Regions from separate parts of the Zea mays genome. Here region 2 is linked to region 1. Evidence: chromatin contacts called from public Hi-C data. All regions are on one chromosome and are shown on one strand. Each heading gives the region's core, a stretch centred on a gene start, on an enhancer-like site or on the middle of the called end of the contact. The rest is flanking DNA. Distances are from core to core; before and after follow the strand shown. Region 1 has its middle 11 kb from the start of LOC100501391. Region 2 holds the start of LOC100501892 (P-loop containing nucleoside triphosphate hydrolase superfamily protein).

Region 1 (3,051 bases), core at 336-2,835:
TGTCTTATGGTTTCTGCCTACTGCTAGGTTGCATGTGGTATTCGAAAGCTGCAACTGGCTCACATACTGGTATGGTCTAATAGAGACTTAGAGAGTGGGCCTGTCGAGCCATGGCTTGCCCTCCCTGTTTCCCTTTGCAGGCACTCTGCCGGATTTAAGTTGGCGGCGGGGTTGTGTAATGTGTTAGCCAGATGACGCTTCATTCCAATATTTTCTGCGCCTCTGTGGCCTGTGGGCTCCGTGGTCTGGCTTCAGCATAGGCCCATGCTATGCACGCAAGCAGTGTACGCTGATGCGTGTACCTTGTTGAGTAAATTGCTGCATGGCATCTGCCTCTGCCTGGCCATGAATGGATATCAAAATCCTCAACCAGATGTGACCACACTCTGAAAGGAGACAAACCATTAAAGGCCACAGAGTTGAAGGACTCCATATGTTGACCTACCTGCCCACTGCTCGATCAGCACCATGGACCAAATCCTTGCATACAAACACCTCGCTTTTGGTAAACTATGGGTAAATTACTGCAGCAGACGGTCTAATGGTTATAGTATCCGATTCACGCGCGCAAGGAAGGTTTGCCAACGCACGCAGGTGGTGTTCAGTAGTGGGACTCATTCGGCGGCGTGGGATGTGGTCACCAGTGTCAGCGAATCACGCTGCATTATACGTACATTTGGTTCCGGACTACCGGCGTAGGAGTGAGATAATGCTAGGGCATGGAGGGACGCTGTGTTATTAAACGCCGTTACTTGTTGAGACAAACAACTTCGCCGTACGCTGGCTGCAACTTCATTCCTATTACGTCAGCGCGGTACTGATCCTACAACCAAACAGCACAGAGATTCTGCAGGTTGGTTTTAGTTCTGACTGAAGTTCTGCACGACCGAATGAAACTAAACTTATGTAGTCACTAGTCAGGCAGTGCAGAAACGCTGCGGAGGAGACATATAGACCGCAATGCAGAGTGCGCGTACGTCCTTGCCCGTGTGGTGCGCCACCCCTAGTAATCATCAGCTCGCCTATCTATTATACCTTGAAAAAGAAAGCGGACGCTCCTTGTCATGCTATGTCTAAACTCTAAAGACGTCCACTGGGTTAGTCACCCAAATCCTGCTTAAACAAGATACTACCTGTTGGTAAGCAGACCAGGCTTCCTAATATAGTAATGAGCAATCATGCCCCTTGTGGGTATGGTATCGCCATATATATTATATATCCTATTCGGCTATTCCTGCCTGCTTGCTAGATCAAATCAGATCTGTTCCGTAGTGGCTTGTACTGTTTTTTTCTTTTCTTTTTTCAGTTCATGAATTGCTTAATGCAGCAGCAGTACCCCCTCGTGGCAGCACGAGCGTATCGCGTTGCCATTTGACTGATGAGTCGTCGTTTCTCCATGTCAACGTCACGGGATTAATAAGTTACTTATTCGTCTTGTCCGTGCACGGAATCCGGTGTCCTGATTTCTCTAATCCGTGAGGGTTTGCTACTACTGCCAGCACGTACGATGCATGTCACGGTGGTGCACTGTAGTACGTCTGTACCTGCGCGCAGCAGCAGTATGTATGTATACCCCCATGCATCTGCATCTGACAGTCAAATTGCGGGCAAAGGGTGCGGTTTTGACTGTCGGTAGCTGGACCGGGACACGGACGGTGGGGCTCCGCTCCTGGCGAGATGATGGGTGGGACCGACGCCGGCCGGCCACGAGGCATGCGACCACGGCGGTGATGGAGGCGGAATCATTTTTACCGGCGGTGATGGAGGCGACCCCGCGCTTAATGTGTGTGTGTGTGGGACTGACTCCACATCGCAGTCACAAACAGCTCCGTCCGAGAAGAGGGGCTAGCTGCCGCTGTCCCCATCCGTGCAGATGCCGGGGACTGTTCTTGTTACTACAGTACTACGTATGTTACAATTACCACTGCTACGGCTTATTATTCGGTTGCTCGGGCAACGCTTCTCTGGTTGGAATAGCATGCCCATTATACGGACTACAGTATTAGGCAATGCCAATGCGTGCATGTCTCCTCTTTTCTGCACACGTCAGTCACACGAAAAAGACTTATTCGGTTATTTTCAATTCATATGTATTGGAGAGAATTAATATTGATTGAGAGATATTTTAACTTAATAGGGATTGAAAATCTCTCAATCCCTCTCAATCCATATCCATATGAATTGGAGTAGAACCGAACAAGTCTAGGAGTCGGGGAATCGCTCTAGCTTCAGCATCAGTAGTGTCCGCGGACAGTTGGGCATGCACGTACTCCGTCCGTCGGTTCCGAGTAGATAGATGTTCGTAAGGTTTCTGATCGGGAAAACAGCAGCTAGCTATTAGCACTTAAATCGGATATACAACAGGACATGTATGCATGCCTGCTCAATTGCTCACCAGCTAGCGCTGTTCGGTCTTGACCATATATATGACTAAAGTACATGCATGCATAGCACGCCCATGGATGGATAAAAAAACATTCATAGAAGCAAGGTACTAGGGTTTCTGTCTGAAATTCGATTAGAAGCGTGCATCGCAGTGCAGTTTCATCCCCCCCCCCCCCCCCCCCCCCCCCCCCCCCTTTAGGACTTGTTCGGTTACACCAATCCAGAGGGGGATTGGAGGGGTTTAAATCCCCGCCTAGTCATTTTTAACTAGGAGGGGATTTAATCCCCTCCAATCCCCCTCTGGATTGATGTAACCGAACATGCCCTTAAATTGCTCATCAGTGCAGTTTCAGTTCCCCCCCCCCCCCCCTCCCTCCGCTCTTCCTGTCACTACATGTAGCTGCTCGCTGTGTTGATTGTTGCACTGCTGCATCCACCACGCGTGGCCGCGAAGGGTTCCATTTCATGCAGGATCCGTACGTCGCGATGTTGGGAAAATTGCATGTACTGTTAGTCACGCATCAGGGGAATACTATCGACCAGTATAGTGGAAGATTGGGAGGTACGCTTGTTTGGGACAGTTTCGTCTCCAAAAGGTTCCAATCTAAATTATATTTGAGATCTATGGCCGGTGAGCAGCTTCAACTGATGAATTTAATTATGGTC
Region 2 (3,051 bases), core at 310-2,809, 180 kb after region 1:
ACGTTATGTTGCATTTATTCTCGTTGTTCATCTATGTAAGCTTTAAGAGATTGGAGCTCGTTGATGTTACTTACATTGGGGATATCCGGTGTGGGTCGGAGCGAAGCCGGATCAGTCGTCCGTTGCCGAACGACCTTGTTGTTCCTGTCTACCTTGAAGTTGGCCAGGAATTTCGCCTTCGCTTCTTGGATCAGCTGCTCCTTGTGCTCCTCGAACTGGAGCTGTTCGTCAGCGGGCAAGGTCTCCCAAGTCGGCTCTATAATATTGCTGGGGGAGATGTCAGAGCTATCCCTTGAACCGGCCATTAAGAACCGATTTGATGAGTCTATATGTGCTGTCCCCAGCGGAGTCGCCAAAAGTGTGTTGGTGACTTTTTCGGGCGCCAATCACTAAACAAGAACCGCGATGGTGATCTCTGCACAGGAGCGGACGGTCCACGACCTGGCGCAGGGCTTAGGTTTTCCTGCCTGACAGCCGGATGGTCCACACACTGGGGCCGGACGGTCCGCGCGTGCGCAGGGACGACGGAAGTCACCGGCGTCGCCTGGATCTTGCTCCCGGGAGGGACCCCGTCGGGGAGGAGAGATCCTAGGTGTTGTCTAGGCTCGGTAGGCCGACCTAGACTCCTCTAATCGACGTAGAGTCAAATAGAAGCGGAGAATTTGGAGATTGGAAGACTAAACTAAAACTAGACTAGAACTACTCCTAAGATAAAACATAAATTGTATTGATTGTAGTTTCGATTGATTATTCTAAATCGACCGTATTCCTCTGTTTTTATAGAGGAGGGGGGTTGGACCCGTTACAAACAAACTCCCCAAGCTAATTCCGTGAATTTCGTCAACAAACACAACAAGAAACTCGGAAAACTAATCTGTTCTGCGCGCGCGGACCGTCCGGCCCACAGACACGGACCATCTGGTGGCTCAATTTGGTGCCCAACACACACGTAAAATTCTTACAAAAGCAACCGCATACCAATAACTAGCAGATCAACAAGACCATCAACACATCATCAAAACATACCAAATAATAAAAGATATTCATATGCCTAGTACACTATACACACGCATAAACATTATATTAATATAAAAACAGAATTTATAAAATAACTGTTAATAGACCCCATCCTAGCAAGAGGGGGGTTGTACTGACTACGACTTTGCGTGTTCAAGTATAAACAGTGTCTACATCTATGAATTATAAAATATTTGAATTTATAACAATAAAATACTGGTGACTAACTATACTAACGCAACAAACCACTAACATTGTCCCCACTGAAAAATATCAGAAGCGAACTCTAGAGAGCCCCTGCTTCTGCTTTGTTAGATTGTATCCCAAGAAAAAAGAGTAAAGCCGACCTTCTTGGGCCGCAAGACGACCCGCGGAACCGTCTAACCAGTAGTACCCAATACCCACGCTGCCACGCACAAACACTCGCATCTCCTACCGCGGTTTTGATCGAGAGGACGGCCAGCCAGCCAGCCTTAAACCCTACCCGCCCAAACCCACACGACTCACGACCATGGCCGCCGCCGCCGCCGCTAAGGCAGCGGCCGCGGCCGTCTCCGCGGGGGCCGCCTTTGTGCTCTCCTCCGAGCGGGCCCACGCCGACGGGGGCGGCTCCACCTTCCGCTTCCCCGGCTTCTACTCCTCCGCCCCCTCCCCGGCCCCGGCCCCGGCCCCTGCCCCCGCCGCGCCGCCGCCTCAGGAGTCCAATGCCCCGGAGGAGGCGCCGAAGGTTTCGACTCAGCACCCTCGCACTAGTGCGGCGGGCTTCGATCCCGCGCCGCTGGAGCGTGGGGTGGAGGCGATTAACAAGCTCAAGCAGGCGTCGGACCCCAAAAAGGTGGTCATCTTTTTAGTGCCTTTCTCGTCGGTTATTTATCTTATTTCGTCCTACGGAGTGTTTTTGTGACTGGGGGCTGTTTTCACTCGTGGTTGTGCAGCTGTTCGAGTTTATGAAGAAGCAGGAGGAGACTCACCAGCAGGAAATAGCTGCGAAGAAACTCGAGTTGCAGAAGGCACTGGCCGAGATCGAGCTTGTGAGACATCTCTCATCCCATCACTGTTGGCTTGTACGAAGGAATTAGCACTTACTCTAACTAACTTAATAGCTACAAAGCATTTTAGTCCCAAGCTCATCTCGTCTGGGGTAAGCAGTAATGAGCCATTTTGGAGAACTACTGCGTGAAAAATGTATAGTTTCGAGTTTTAAGATTACAAATGATGATTCTATGCCCTCCTGGAAACTCCAAAATGAGCAACACTAGGTCATAATTGCCATGGATACAGGACCTTCGGTCATGTGCTTCCATAGTGTTTGCATTCCCATTGTTGACTGGTTTTATTCTATGCTGCAGTTAACAAACTGCTTTATATAATTCTATATTCTTGAAATCCTGAATTGTCTGCCCATATTGTACAGACCGTGACCTTCTTGGCTGTCTGCAACACAGATGTTGGTGTGCAATGTAATCAACATACAACATCTTAGATTTACTTATTCATTACTGCTCCTATTTTTGCAGTATTGTACAAGTCTGTCAGAATGCTATTGATTAACTTGAACCGAGTTTATGCCTGTGCATTGGTTCTATTACACATTAAGTACTTCAGATCATGTCACCCTTATTTATTCATTGAATAGTGTGGATCTGTGATGAAGGGATTGGTAAATTGATGTTTACGGTTGCATAATTTCTCCAGTCACAAGTGTCACTTTGCACACTTATAGCCCCCATAGTTTTTCCAAGACAAGTCTCTTAATCTTATTATTTTTATATTCATTTGACTGACCTATGTATTTGTAAAGATATTTGGTGAAAATGAAAGAGTTTTGCAGCAAGCATGTGAGATGAGGGGTTTTATACTTCTATAACATTTGTATAAATTGTTTAATTCTCATAATAAACACTGTCATGTTAAATACTTCCTCCATTCTACTCCCTTTGTTCCAAAATATAAGATGTTTTGACATTTCTAGATACATCACTCTTACTGGGTACCGAGACTAGACGTAGTGTATATCCAAGTGCATAGCAAAAA

What was found. Hi-C and Micro-C count contacts between places; a contact is called where the count stands out from the background.
Region 2: a contact with region 1 is called in a Hi-C map of ear, with 2.8 times the contacts expected there. The contact joins the promoter of LOC100501892 here to the enhancer-like site in region 1. A contact is called at or near these places in 2 of 25 Hi-C or Micro-C datasets (ear and tassel).

What each region holds. Positions count from the first base shown.
Region 1 is chr5:207,194,411-207,197,461 of Zm-B73-REFERENCE-NAM-5.0, forward strand. No RefSeq gene overlaps it. Among protein-coding and RNA genes, the nearest start is that of LOC100501391, 11 kb to the left of the region's middle. Within about 2 kb of position 1,586, at least 15 of the 20 cell types and tissues checked have an H3K27ac peak or open chromatin away from gene starts, as enhancers often do. A contact at or near this core is called in ear and tassel, where this site is marked.
Region 2 is chr5:207,375,458-207,378,508 of Zm-B73-REFERENCE-NAM-5.0, forward strand. It overlaps LOC100501892 (P-loop containing nucleoside triphosphate hydrolase superfamily protein), which reads left to right and starts at 1,560. Exons shown (of 7, transcript NM_001196531.1): 1 at 1,560-1,852; 2 at 1,953-2,048. The coding sequence starts at 1,965.